2 separate regions of the Capra hircus genome follow, and region 2 is linked to region 1. Evidence: chromatin contacts called from public Hi-C data. All regions are on one chromosome and are shown on one strand. The core of a region is the stretch at or near the end of the contact, and the rest is flanking DNA. Distances in the headings are between cores, read along the strand shown. Region 1 overlaps MAPKBP1 (mitogen-activated protein kinase-binding protein 1). Region 2 holds the start of MAPKBP1 (mitogen-activated protein kinase-binding protein 1).

Evidence for each region. Hi-C and Micro-C count contacts between places; a contact is called where the count stands out from the background.
Region 2: a Hi-C map of blood shows a contact between it and region 1, with 7 times the contacts expected there. The contact joins the promoter of MAPKBP1 here to the enhancer-like site in region 1. A contact is called at or near these places in 2 of 5 Hi-C or Micro-C datasets (both in blood).

The regions. Positions count from the first base shown.
Region 1 is chr10:65,851,398-65,858,079 of ARS1.2, reverse strand. MAPKBP1 (mitogen-activated protein kinase-binding protein 1) reads left to right here. Exons shown (of 30, transcript XM_018054418.1): 3 at 253-315; 4 at 524-581; 5 at 1,323-1,493; 6 at 2,114-2,251; 7 at 2,515-2,697; 8 at 3,266-3,426; 9 at 4,480-4,669; 10 at 5,216-5,362; 11 at 5,535-5,710; 12 at 6,490-6,581. Among named protein-coding and RNA genes, the nearest start is that of MAPKBP1, 37 kb to the left of the region's middle. Within about 2 kb of position 2,764, at least 1 of the 5 cell types and tissues checked has an H3K27ac peak or open chromatin away from gene starts, as enhancers often do.
Region 2 is chr10:65,888,554-65,895,235 of ARS1.2, reverse strand. It overlaps MAPKBP1 (mitogen-activated protein kinase-binding protein 1), which reads left to right and starts at 3,132. Exons shown (of 30, transcript XM_018054418.1): 1 at 3,132-4,417. The coding sequence starts at 4,301. It overlaps MGA (MAX gene-associated protein), which reads left to right. Exons shown (of 24, transcript XM_013966997.2): 24 at 1-1,801.

The DNA of each region.
Region 1 (6,682 bases), core at 1,515-4,014:
GCGCTGGTGCTGGGGCACGTGGTGAGCCATCTTGCAGGGAGCCCTTCCACCTCATGAGGCTGGGAAGTGGGTCCTTGTGGGTGGGAAAGGAAGCAGGAAGAACAAGTTTCCAGGAGAAAGCAGTCAGTTGCCCTCTGTGGCTAGTGATGCCCCTCTGAGCCAGTCGCCCCAGCTCCCTGGCCTGGGGGACTGGAGCTCCTGGGGGCGCCGTGGTTTGGTGCTGAAGTTGGGTTGCCTTCCTCATCTTCCCAGGTGTGTGGTCGTGCTGTTCAATCCCCGGAAACACAAACAGCACCACATCCTCAACAGCTCCAGGTAAATGGGTCTGGGCCCTCGGGGAGCATCTCCTGGGAGCTGTGAGAAGGCGCAGTCTGGGGTCTCTGTGGCGCTGGGGATGCCCAGCCAGGGAAGTGCCACCTGTACCGCTGGTCGTCTGCTGGTCTTGGCTCTCGAGGGGACTGTGCAGGAGCCAGGCTTAGACCGGGCTGCCAGTGCTCCTTTGAGCCCACCTCATTTCTTGCAGGAAAACCATCACTGCCCTTGCCTTCTCTCCTGATGGCAAGTACTTGGTCACTGGAGAGGTGAGTGAGGAAGGGGGCTGCAGAGCTCTGAAGAGGGCAGGTGGCCTGGCCGCAGCAGAGAACTTCAGTCCTGGGCATGGTTAGGGCTGCTGCCACTCTGGCTTCCTGAACCGGTGTCAAATCCCAGTTTTGGTTGTACCTTAAAACAGTGGTTTTTGAAGCCTTAGTGGGCATCACAGTCAACTGAGTGCTTGTTAAAGCGCACATTGCTGGATCTGCTCCTGGAGTTTCTGGTTCTGTGGGCCTGGGAAGGGACCCCAGATTTTGCATTTCTAACAAGTTCTCAGATCTCACTGATTCTGCTGGGTTAGGAAGCACACTGTGAAAACCTCTGCCTTAAGATATTCCTTATGCCACGGGGCCCCCTGCTGGGCACATGCGGGACACCTGTCCCTCTCAGTCTCTTACAGGGAGGCAGTAGGGGCAGAAATAGGCGTGGGTGGTAGTGGTCCTCAACCCTGACTGCCTATCAGAATCACTCTAGGAACTTTGAACAAATACAGAGGTGCAGACCCTTACCCGGAGATACTGAACTGAGTCTGGGAGCATTTTCTGATAATGGTTGTAATCCTGAGATATTTATCATGTTTCCTCTATACCTTCGCCTGTGTAGCACTCTGCCCTTGGCCAGGGGATCCTTAGAGAGACTGTGCCCAGTCACTGGAGAGGTAGGGCCCCAACCCTGAAAGGCTAGGGAGGCTGTGCCTCTGGCCCTCACTGCCTGTTCCTGCCTCCCTGCAGAGTGGGCACATGCCTGCCGTGCGCGTTTGGGATGTGGCAGAGCACAGCCAGGTGGCTGAGCTGCAGGAGCACAAGTATGGTGTGGCTTGTGTGGCCTTCTCCCCGAGCGCCAAGTACATCGTCTCTGTGGGCTACCAGCATGACATGATCGTCAATGTCTGGGCTTGGAAGGTGAGTGGCCCCGGCTGGGCTGGCCTGGCACCCTCAGGGGGGTCCAAGGGCCAGTTGAGGAGTCAGGAAGCTATTGACCTGAGTCCCTTCATTCCACTCTGCTGCTCAGTTACATTCTAGAAAATGACCTGAAGCAGAAAAGAGGAACTGTATAGCCAAGTGTGTTGGTAGAAAGAGGCTAGCTTTGTGCCTCCGAGGACCTCCGGAGGAAATGAATGTCTTCAGCTCCTCTGGAAAAGGATTCTCCTTCCTCCCCTCTTTTTCTGACCAGTAAATCCTGGAAAGTGAAAGAAAGTGTTAGTTGCTCAGTCGTGTCCGACTTTTTGCGACCCTATGGACTGTAGCCTGCCAGGCTCCTCTGTCCATGGAATTCTCCAGGCAAGAATGCTGGAGTGGGTTGCCATTCCATTCTCCAGGGAAACTTCCTGACTCAGGGATTGAATCTGGGTCTTCTGCATGGCAGGCAGATTCTTAACCACGTGAGCCACCAAGGAAGTCCAAATCCTGGAGAGAAACATTTTAAAGTGCAAATCCTATCTTATCCTCCTCCATCTTCTGAGCCTCTTTATTCTTCACTCCAAGAGGCAGAACTTTGATTCTTCCATTGACTTTCTCTCCAGAAAAACATCGTGGTGGCCTCTAATAAGGTGTCCAGTCGGGTCACCGCGGTGTCCTTCTCTGAAGATTGCAGCTACTTTGTCACTGCCGGTAACCGGCATATCAAATTCTGGTACCTTGATGACAGCAAGACCTCAAAGGTGAGGTGCTGAGGCTGGAAATAGCCTCCAGGGCCAGGGTCTGCTCACCCACCCCAGGAGACACTGCTCCCTTGGGCCCCCTCTCTGCTCGCTCACCAGCCACCCAGAAGTTCTGGATGAATCAGGTGCTGCCTGCGCCTAGGGATAGTCTCAAAGGGCAGGGGTGGGGGGGCTTGCTGTGTCTCTTGGCTCCCTCTCCCCAGGCCGAGTCTCTGGGGCGGCTGAAGGGCGGATGGGTGGGCAGCAGCAGTGTGTCTCCACAGGTTAATGCCACTGTGCCCCTGCTGGGCCGCTCGGGGCTGCTTGGCGAGTTGCGGAACAACCTGTTCACTGACGTGGCCTGTGGCAGAGGGAAGAAGGCAGACAGCACCTTCTGCATCACGTCCTCAGGGCTGCTGTGCGAGTTCAGTGACCGGAGGCTTCTGGACAAGTGGGTGGAGCTGAGAGTAAGTACCTTATCCAGCTGGCTGGGGGCTGCCCGGTCTCCGCCCAGGGCAGAGCTGGTGCCCATGGCTCCGCCCCAGGGGCGGGGTCTGCAGGCGGGAGGGTCCCCCAGGAGGAGGAAGCTTGAAGCCCGTGCTTGGCCGGGTTCTAGCCCACGCAGATGAGTGTAACTGCCTCCTCTCTGCTCTCTCTTCCTGTCTTTCTTTCCCCTGCTTTCCTCTTCTCAGAACACAGACAGCTTCACAGTAAGTGGTGCTAGACTCTTCCCCTCTTTCTCATGCTGTTCCTTTCTCTTTGCTGGGCTTTTCCTGTTTTGTCCTCTTGGCCAAAACCTCTGGTGCCTTCCAAGGCTCCTGGGCTCCCATCCCTGGTCGGCACATGGCTGTGGGCCCTCTGGCCACCTGCTGCTGGAGGGTGGGTGTCTCTAGGTAACAGCTGAGGGGCTCAGGCCTGTGCAGCTGGGCTGCTTTCCCCTCGCTCCTGCCTTGGTGGGTGTCTCCTCTAGGCAGGTGACTGTTGAGGAGGGGTTGAGGGGGTGGCCCATGCTGAGCCAAGCCCCTCTGCCTGCAGACCACCGTGGCCCACTGCATCTCCGTGAGCCAGGACTACATCTTCTGTGGCTGCGCTGATGGCACCGTGCGCCTCTTCAACCCCTCCAACCTGCACTTCCTCAGCACCCTTCCCCGGCCCCACGCCCTGGGGACAGACATCGCCAGTGTCACGGAGGCCAGGTGAGCTGTGCGGGACCCCTGCCTCCATTTCAGAGCTTGACTCCGCACCCAGCCTTCCTTGCCTCTGCTTCAAGGTGAAGGTATCAGCACCCCAAAGATTACATGAACGTCTCTGCAGAAACACAGATTTGGCTTTAAGGGTACATGGAACACTGTGGGGGACCATGGAGTATCTCTGTGTGCAGGCGTTAGGGGTCGCTTAGTGTCAGATTCGGAGAAGGCAATGGCGACCCACTCCAGTACTCTTGCCTGGAAAATCCCAGGGATGGGGGAGCCTGGCAGGCTGCAGTCCATGGGGTTGCTAAGAGTCGGACACAACTGAGCGACTTCACTTTCACTTTTCACTTTCATGCATTGGAGAAGGAAATGGCAACCCACTCCAGTGTTCTTGCCTGGAGAATCCCAGGGACAGGGGAGCCTGGTGGGCTGCCGTCTCTGGGGTTGCACAGAGTCGGACAGGACTGAGCGACTTAGCAGCAGCAGCAGCAGTGTCAGATTTGGGTTTGCATTCAGTGATTTTAGGACTGGTTCCAGGGACTGAAGTTTTGCTTTGGTTGGATGCTGTGAGGAAGTGGGGGGCAATTCCACTATTGGACATTTAATAACTTTTATCTGAAAGGTAGTAGGAAAGGTGTGGAGCTAAAGCTGTAATTGATAGGTAAAGGAATAGCAGTCAGTCCTGAAAGATGGGAAAGGGTGATGATCGGTCTTCTCTGTGGCTGGGACAGTGATCTTGTTTTTATCTGTCTCGGAACCACTGCAGAGGGGCTTGTTTTTGTTTCACTCCATCGTGGCCACAGTCACCTCGTCTGCCGTTGGTGTTCTGAGCCCTGGTCCGTGCTTGTCAGGAGAGCACACTGGTCCGGCGGCTGGGGCGGCTCCCAGCTGAGAGCCGTCAGAGCAGCGCTTTCCTCTCAAGCAGCTGCTTCCAAACCTGTGGGTCTGAAGAGGGCTCCCGTGCTCTGCTCCTTCCTCTGTGGCTTGGCTTCTGTTTTCATTCCCTCATTTCCATAGCTCCTCACTCACCGCTTTGCACTGTCTTCTTCCCCACAGTCGCCTCTTCTCTGGAGCGGCCAATGCCAGATATCCAGACACCATCGCCTTGACCTTCGATCCTACTAATCAGTGGCTGTCTTGTGTGTACAACGACCACAGCATTTATGTTTGGGATGTGAGGGACCCCAAGAAAGTGGGCAAGGTGTATTCGGCTCTGTATCATTCCTCCTGCGTCTGGAGTGTGGAGGTAGGTGGCCTGGCTCGGACACATTGTGGGGATGGAGAGTGAGGATCCCCAAATAGAACACTGTGTTCCTGCTCCCTCCTCCTTTCTTCAGCAGCAGCCCTGTGTATCCACGTACCCCCAGATGGGTCCTGGGGACCGATCCTGAATTTTAGTACTTAAACGTCTCAGGCTTCTTCCAATGGGCCCCTGTCCATCCTTAGCTCTGCCTTGTCCTGGGCTGGATGATCTTGAACAAGTTACTGAGTTTTGTTTTCTCAGTGGTAAAATGATGTACCTAATTCATCTAATTGTTTTAAGAATTAAGTGAAAAACTGTGAGTGGAGTATTTCATAGTAAGCATAGCAGAGTACCTTGTCTTTGGTGAATGTGCTTTCCCTCAGCGATCTGAAGAATATCTAATAGTTGCAGTTTGCTTACCACGTGACAGACTCTGGGCTAAGCCTTGGCCAACAACAGCTCCTTAGTCTCGTTCCCTTCTGTCTCCGTGGGCTGGCAGGCAACTGCTGCCTACCTGGAGCTCCGACTTTGTACCCTCTGCCCCTTCAGGTCTACCCCGAAGTGAAGGACAGTAACCAGGCCTGCCTACCCCCCAGTTCCTTTATCACCTGTTCCTCCGACAACACTATCCGCCTGTGGAACACAGAGAGCTCCGGGGTGCATGGCTCCACGCTGCACCGGAACATCCTCAGCAATGTGAGCGCCTGTGTTCCCTTGCCTTCTCAGGAACTGGGTCCCCAGACTTGATCTCCGAGTTCTTATGTGGCCTTCCCCTGCAAGTCAGGGCTTTGTCTTGTCCAGCATTCCTCTCCTCTCCCCTGTACTGATTAGACCTGTCTTACCCACTTCTCCTGACCTGCTCCTCCAGGACCTCATTAAGATCATCTATGTGGATGGGAACACTCAGGCCCTGCTGGACACTGAGCTGCCCGGGGGAGACAAAGCTGATGGGTCCCTGATGGATCCCCGCGTGGGCATTCGTTCTGTGTGTATCAGCCCCAATGGACAGCATCTCGCTTCAGGGGACCGTGTGGGCACACTCAGGTAAAGCCAGCTCTGGCATGGGTACCACCTGCCTCTGGTGGTGTGGGTTGGGGGGAGTTAGGTCCCCAAGGACAGAGCTTTTGAAAATCTTGGCTCAAAAAGTTTGGGAAAAAGATATTCATATACAAGGGAAAGATAATTATAGTCAAGAAACCCAGCAGAAACCGTTCTAATCAAGTAATCAGGCTTACATTCTCATATCAACATCATAAACCCCATAATACAATGCTCTGCAGAAGGACATAGCAGTTTTTCTGTGGTATTCTTGCCAAAATTGCAGAAACTCAGTCCCATCATGAGAAAACATCAGACTAACTCAAATTGAGGTACATGTGACCGAGCACCTGCACTAATCAGTACTCTTCCCAAGTGTCAGGATTACGAAAGGGAAGCAAAGACTGAAGAACTGTTACAGACAGGACACGCAGGAGAAATAACTCAGTACAGTTGGACTCTGGATAGGATCCTAGATCCAGAAAGAGGACATTGTCGGAAAACTGGTGGAATTCAAGTAGAGCCTTTAGGTCCTGGTATTGTACTGATGTAAGCTTCCTTGTTCTGGTAAGTGGACTGTTGTTACGTAAGACGATCACATTAGGGAAAGCTGAGTAAGGGGAATATGGAAGCTCTCTGTACTTATTTCAACTTTTCTCTAACCTGAAAGTTCAAAAATAAATTTTAAAAAAGGTCAGGAGAGAGGATGTAACAGAGAAAGCAGAGTGAGTCTGTCTTCCTGCAGCCCGGCAGTGACCTCCTCCCGCCTCTCCTTATCTCTGCAGGGTGCACGAACTGCAGTCCCTGAATGAGATGCTGAAGGTGGAGGCCCATGACTCGGAAATCCTGTGCCTGGAGTACTCTAAGCCGGACACAGGTGAAGAGGATGTCTGGTACCCATGCCAGAGGCTTAGGGCTCCTCTAGTCCCGCTAGTGCTGCTTACATCAATCCCGGCTGTTGGATGTGGGACTGAAAAT
Region 2 (6,682 bases), core at 1,883-4,382, 37 kb before region 1:
AGAATGTATAAACTTGAAATAAATCAGTTACAATAATTAAAGCAGGACTTGGTGTTGCTAGGTTTGTGCTGAGTTGTAATAGAGAATTCTGATGCTCTGGGACATCTGGGAGGGGTTCCACTGAAGGAGTTTAATCATAGGAATTCTTACTGTTTTCAAAGTTTCTGACATGCCATTTGGGGGAGGTTTTTGGTATTCTAATCTTTGCAGCATGTTTTACATGGAGAATTTGAAAATTCATACAACTTGATGGCAAGTATTTGTCTCAAGTCATTTTACAGTGAAGAATGGCTAGCCTCCTAGTACCAGTGTGAGCAGGGTATAACATACCTGTTACCCATAGTCTTAGTGGCTAAGGACAATAGATGTTGTTAAAGCAAGCTATAGGTTAACTAGTGTCACAGTTTACAAAAATTTTTATTAAAGGAGTCCTTTAGACACTAAACTAAGGTCATTAACAGATCAAGTCCAGTTATATAAACTTCATACATATCACTGTGTGTAATGTTTTTTCCCCAGAATTATGAGATACTAAACAACAGGCCTTTCTATAACAAGTTTGAAACCATTTTGAACACAGAAGAAAGGCAGACAATCCATATATTATTTGGAGCGGCGTTTAGTAGTATAGATAGTTTTTTCCCTCTGATTATACTAGTTGAGATATTGGAATGATATCAGGTGAATTGAGAGGTAAATGCACTTTGAAGATAGTCTGAAAAATGATGACCCTTATTCCTCACTCTCAGATTAAAACAAAAAACAATGCACAGAGGCACAAAGTAGGCACATTTTCAGATACTTTTATAGAGTGATTGATAACCAAGAATCAGAATAGATTTATTGCACAGAATTGTTGATTTTTAAGAAAATATAAGGGCATCAGTATTTCATGTTGTGTTATCTCTAATGAATTTTTCCATGAACATGAATTGCTGGGTGCAGAGAAAATTAAAGCTGAGGTATATATAGACTTACTGCCATTTGGAGAAAAAGTAAAATGCTTTTTTGAAATTAAGTTAGAGGGAAATAATTTGATACATACAACTTTTGAACTGAGGCATAATTGTAGCATATTGTAGCATATGACTGAACTGCTCTACAAAGATATGCTAAGTGCTGATTAATAGGGATGGAAGTGTGTGGAGGGTGAGAAGGCTAAACCATGGGATGAGTTGAAATTTTGAGACAAACCTAAACTGCTAAATTCTGTCATTGTAAACTGTGCTGTTAGATTTTGTTAAATAAGAAAGCAGTCTTGGAAGCACTGTTTTCAGATCCTTCCTGTTTCCAACTGCAAACATTGGTCTCAGCTGTCCCACAGTGCCTTGCATGTAAAGGTGCTCAATAAGTATTTGAATTGATGAGCAACTGTTTAGCCTGTTAGTTTTCCAGGATGTTATTAACTGCACCTATTTGTATATTAAGCCTAGGGTAAATTTAAAAATTTGATCTAATTATGATCGTGAAAACAGACAATTGTATACACCTTTCCTAGATGTGGAATTTTAGAATCTGACAACCATGTATACATATTGAGGACATAGACAAGTGAATAAAATGTGAAATAGCATATGAACAATGAAATATATGTTTAAGGGTCAGCTGCATTTTGGAGGGTGGGATAGCAATTATTTGAAGAAAAGTCTATTCACATTGGACCTGGGGTGATTATTTTCTGAGCCTACAAGCCTATTTCCGACATTGGTACTTAAAAGTCTACATGGTACATATCCTAGACAGTAAGGTAGGACTCAATTGTGAAGAATTAAAAATATGTGATGTTGATCCTAGGCTGGAAGTATCCAGATTCTAGACTTCAGTCTCTTCATTACACTGTTCTCAGTTGGTTTTTGCTAGATCATCTTAGACAATGAAAGCAGGAGCTTGTATTGTTTCTGTAACTTCAGCTTCAGATGGGAGTAATTTGGGGAACATTTTTCTGAAGAGGATAAACCAAGTAGCTTTGGATAGGAAATGACCAGTGACTTTGCTGGCCATGAGTGGCTAGGTGAGTGAGAAATGATCCAGATAGAATTAAGGACAGCTCTAATGGGTGGAGGTGAGATTTACTAGGGAATGCAGCATACAAGTAAGGACACCAGGTGGCACCCTTTATCAGCAGTACTACATTGATTCCTGCCGCCATGGAGGCAAAATCAGACTAGCAAGGAGTAAAAGGAACCAGCCCCCTATTCATACAGTTATGGGTAATGACCCTGACCACCTCCTCCAGATTTGAAAATACCATTTTATATTTCACTACCTCTGCAATGCATGGTTGAAAGGAAGGAAAGGTCATTCCTCTGGTAGCTATTGCCAGTTGGTTTTCCAAGAAGTGACGTTTATGTCAACTTGTTAGCTTTACAGTTCTCACACATGTATATACCTGTTCTGCCACTTGGCAGTGCAAGAGCCACTCACAGCAGTAGGTTTAAGAGTTTTTCCCTCTTGCTAACATGTCATCTCCCCCAGGGTTCCCCTAAGGGTCTGGATCAGATAGGAGACATACCAGTGTACTTTCTCTGGAGCCCAACTGTTGGAATAGGTTAACCTTTTTGTAAGGTAATTTCTCTAGCAACTAGGCAGAAAGGCACCTAGAAAACAAACAGGTTGAAACACGTATTAAGTAATAGGCAACGGTGTTTCTGTGCACACTCTGCCATCCCCCCAACTTCTCTCCCCCACCCGTGAGCTAGAAAAACTTTTACTATTGAATCTGGTGCCAACAAGCTTGGCAGTGATCTCGCCAAAGTAACAGTATCAAGGAAGAGGGTTCGTGAGTGAGTTTTGACAGGAACATGGAAAATGGCTGGAGCAACTGGTTAACTGGATGAGAATGAGATGGAACATTGGAGGCTAAAGAAAATATGAAACCAATACGTCTCATCGGCACACTGACCCGACCGCCCCCTTCCCGCCTAAAGCTCTATCCTAGGCTATCAGCTCCTTCCTCTTTCTTCCACCGCGGCCAATCAGGTTGCCTCGTTCAATACACTTCGTAGGGATCGACCTACTCATGAAGAATCATTTCCATGTAGGTCAACGCGCCCGGCAAGCGGCGAGCAGAATTTATTCTAGCCACTTTAAATCCCAGCGCTTAGGAGCAGACTTTATGGCTGTACCCAGTCCTGTAATTCTGAGCTAGGAGTTAGTTTCAGCTCGGTCCCCCGGGCCTATTAAAAGCCAACCATAGTGCCGCTGGGGGCGTGGTTACCGTCCTGTTAGGGTTCTGGGAAGTGCGCTTCTCTGGGGGAACCAGGCCTGATAATACCATAAAAGGCTTGGTTTTCTCAGTTCTGAAGCCGTGTTCTGACGACCTCCCTCTAGGATCTGTAGTCGCGACTGCATTGTGCGGAATCCGTGGTTCCTGAATGCCCAGTCCTCGGCTTCCTATGCCCTTTTCTGGGCCCCACCCCCGTAAGCCGTACTCTTCCACTCTGGGAACGCCCCCGTGCGTAAAGGCCACGCCCCCTCGCCTCCGCTCCTCCTACCCAGCTGGTGGCTGAGCCCAGACGGTAGTTCGCGTTTTGAGCCGCTCGTGCCACCATAGCTGCTTCTGCCGCTGCCGCAGCGGAGCTGAAATCGCTGAGCGCGATGCCTGAGGGCGCTGCGAGCCGGGCGGCCCTCGCGCCTGGGGGCTGGTGAGGCTGGGCCCGAGCGGGGGCGCTGGCGAGTAGCAGGGGCTTCTGAGGGAGCGAAAAGTGAAAGATCTAGGGCTCCCGTGGCGGCCTGAGAGCGAGCTCGGGAGGGTCGTGGGTGGGGGAGGGAGGCCCCCGTGGCAGAACGAGTTGCAGGGCCAAGACGAGCCCCGCCGGGCTGAGTGTCCCTGCGGCCGCCGGCGCAGGTGCTCACGACCGCTGCGGGACTCCTTGGTAGCCTCGGGGTCCTCCTCCTCTAGACGCTGCTGTTGCCGTGAAAACAGTTGGGAGTTAACGGGAATCGGATCAGTCACTAGCCCTTCTAGGGCCCATCTTATCCTTTTAGTTGAACGCCTCTGGCAGGTGTGGGCCTGGCATTTCTTCGCAGCTCAGGCTTTTTAACGCCCCCTTTCCCTGAGTCTGTCCTTAAGGCGTTTTAAGAAACCGCGCAGGGCTTGAAGGTGGGAATGAGGCTAAGGGAGAGAGCAGTTACCTAGAGATACGAGCTGCAGGCACGGCTTAGGCAGAAGGTAAGGTGGCCTCTACCATCTCAGGTCAGTAAGAGGGCATACCGGCAGGGCCTGTGGAGTGGGAAAGCATTGCCGCTGTTGAGGCAAGTCTCAGGATTGGGCCAGGAGCTGTCCCGGGGGCTCCTCATCATGATGGCTGTGGAGGGGTCAACCATTACCAGCCGGATCAAGAACCTTCTGCGATCCCCGTCCATCAAATTACGCAGGAGTAAGGCAGGAAACCGGCGAGAAGACCTCAGCTCCAAGGTGAGTCCTGGTATTGGAAGCCAACCCTTCCCGTCCCTCCTCTCCCTTCCCCTTCTCTGCTCCACGTACATCTTTTACTTTACTCTTTCTGGGGAAAGAGGAGAACTAGAAGCTCATGGTGGCTCTACAGGACCATCTCTGCGCTCAAGAAAGTAATGATTTGGTTACAAGGTAAAGGGAAAAGAGCCGCATGGGTGAGCATGCTGAGATTCATCAGCGAAGAGCATGAGGAAGGCAACAAGAGGGTTCAGTTGTGGCCTCACTACAAACTAAGTCTGTGCTTGGGGAAGCCAGTTGATATGCTGACTCGGTTTTCCTTCTTGGAAGAAGGTAGTCAGACCACGTATCCTGTGAAGGGCTGAGCTACCACAAGTGTTAAGTGTCACAGCTGGGTTTCCGTAAGACAGTGGTACCAGAAATACGCTAAAACACCTAGTCAGAGGAATTGGCTTGGTAAATGCTCTTCCCTGGGGTCAAAACAAATTTACTTGTCTATTCAAGAGACCTGAATTAATTTAACTTGAGTTTCTTGGCTTTTTGGAAAAGGTAACATACAAAGGGCCAAGTATTTGCCAGCCAAGCAAATTCTGGTTTGCCCCTGAACACTGCTCATCTCATTCACTATATCCCACCCTACTGCAGAAGTTCTCCAGAAACCAAGTCCCCTTCCATCCCCTCACTTGTTTGAGTGGTGGTGTTTATGCTTTCTTCAACTTCATAGAGCCCCACAAGTTTGGGAGTATACAAAAGCTGACTAAATTTATTTAATCCCTGAGGGAACATGGGGCCTTGTTCCCACAGGATCAGATTAGACTTTTGTGTCATATTAGCAGCCTGTAAACACAGTGGCCTTGTGTGGTGCAGGGTTGCTACAGGTAGAGGCATTTGAGACAGCAGCATTTTACTGCCTTGCCTGCATCTCTTCAGAGATGAGTAAACCCCGTGAGAAATGATTTGGAATGCTAATGTACAGCATGACAGAGTTCTGGGAGGGCTTAACTCAGATCCCTGTCCCTTAGCGAAAGCTTACTTGGCTTTGGTCACAAATGACCACCTTTCCTGTATATTCTTTCAGCAGGAATCATAATTGGCCACAAGGTTCCATGGCTGTGGAGAGAGTGACTTTTCCAGGGGCCCTCATTGATCATTGTTCATAATCTCCAAAGGCAGGAGAATGAGCCTGAAACATAGACAACTGTCTTGGATTTGGCTCTGTTCACTTGTTTGTTGTGCTGGATCATTCTTGGTCTTGGAGGCTCTCGTATTCCTGGCTGGTTACTTGGCAGTGACCGCCACTGTTAGAGCCATCTTCTTGTATCTTTGGCCCCTTTTTCTAACCCAGAATGATACAGGTAATAGAAATGTATGGTGGGATTTTAGTCTTCGGTATTAGTACTTATTGTAATTTTGGTCTGGAATCCAGAAGGTATGGTCACCATTCTTTAAAATTTACCATGTCATTGAAAGTGAAGTCGCTCAGTCGTGTCCAACTCTTTGCGACCCCATGGACTGTAGCCTATCAGGCTCCTCCATCCATGGGATTTTCCAGGCAGGAGTGCTGGAGTGGATTGCCATTTCCTTCTCCAGGTAATCTTCCCGACCCAGGAATCGAACCTGGGTCTCCCATATTGCAGGCAGACGCTTTACCATCTGAGCCACCAGGGAAGCCCCCACCATGTCATTAATCATTAATCATTAATACATTCAACAAACATTTATTAAGTGCCGATTATGTGTAGAATCAGTGATGAATAAAACATTATCCTTGCCATCAAAGAGCTTGTGGCTAGTCAGACATGTAAACAAATAATTACAACATGATGTGGCGAATGCTGTCCTGGAAGTATGTATAAAGGTGTTTATGGCAGTAGAGGGGAGGGAGCCTAAACCAGCTTAGGGGGATTAGGAAAAAACTTTCACAGAGGAAGGGATGCTTGAACTGTGAGTTCTGAGACAAGAGAAGAGGAGAAGCTCTCCAGGAAAACAGTGAAAACTGGAATCTTTGGCATCACCATTAAACGTCCCCGCTTCACATAGGAATTCAGTGCTTCAAACTGCTTTAAATGGCTTTGTTTGTCCTAGAGCTGTGAATGAAGGAAATACTTAGCTGGAGTTGAATGACCCTTGAATAGGCTGACTGAGCTCAGGAGCCGGTGCATATCTTTAGCACCCAAAACTAGTAGCTGCCTTTGCGTGCCTCCGGCCTTGCCTCTTGCAGATGCCCGACTCCCTGCACTCTTTATTGAAGGCTACGCGAGATGATCC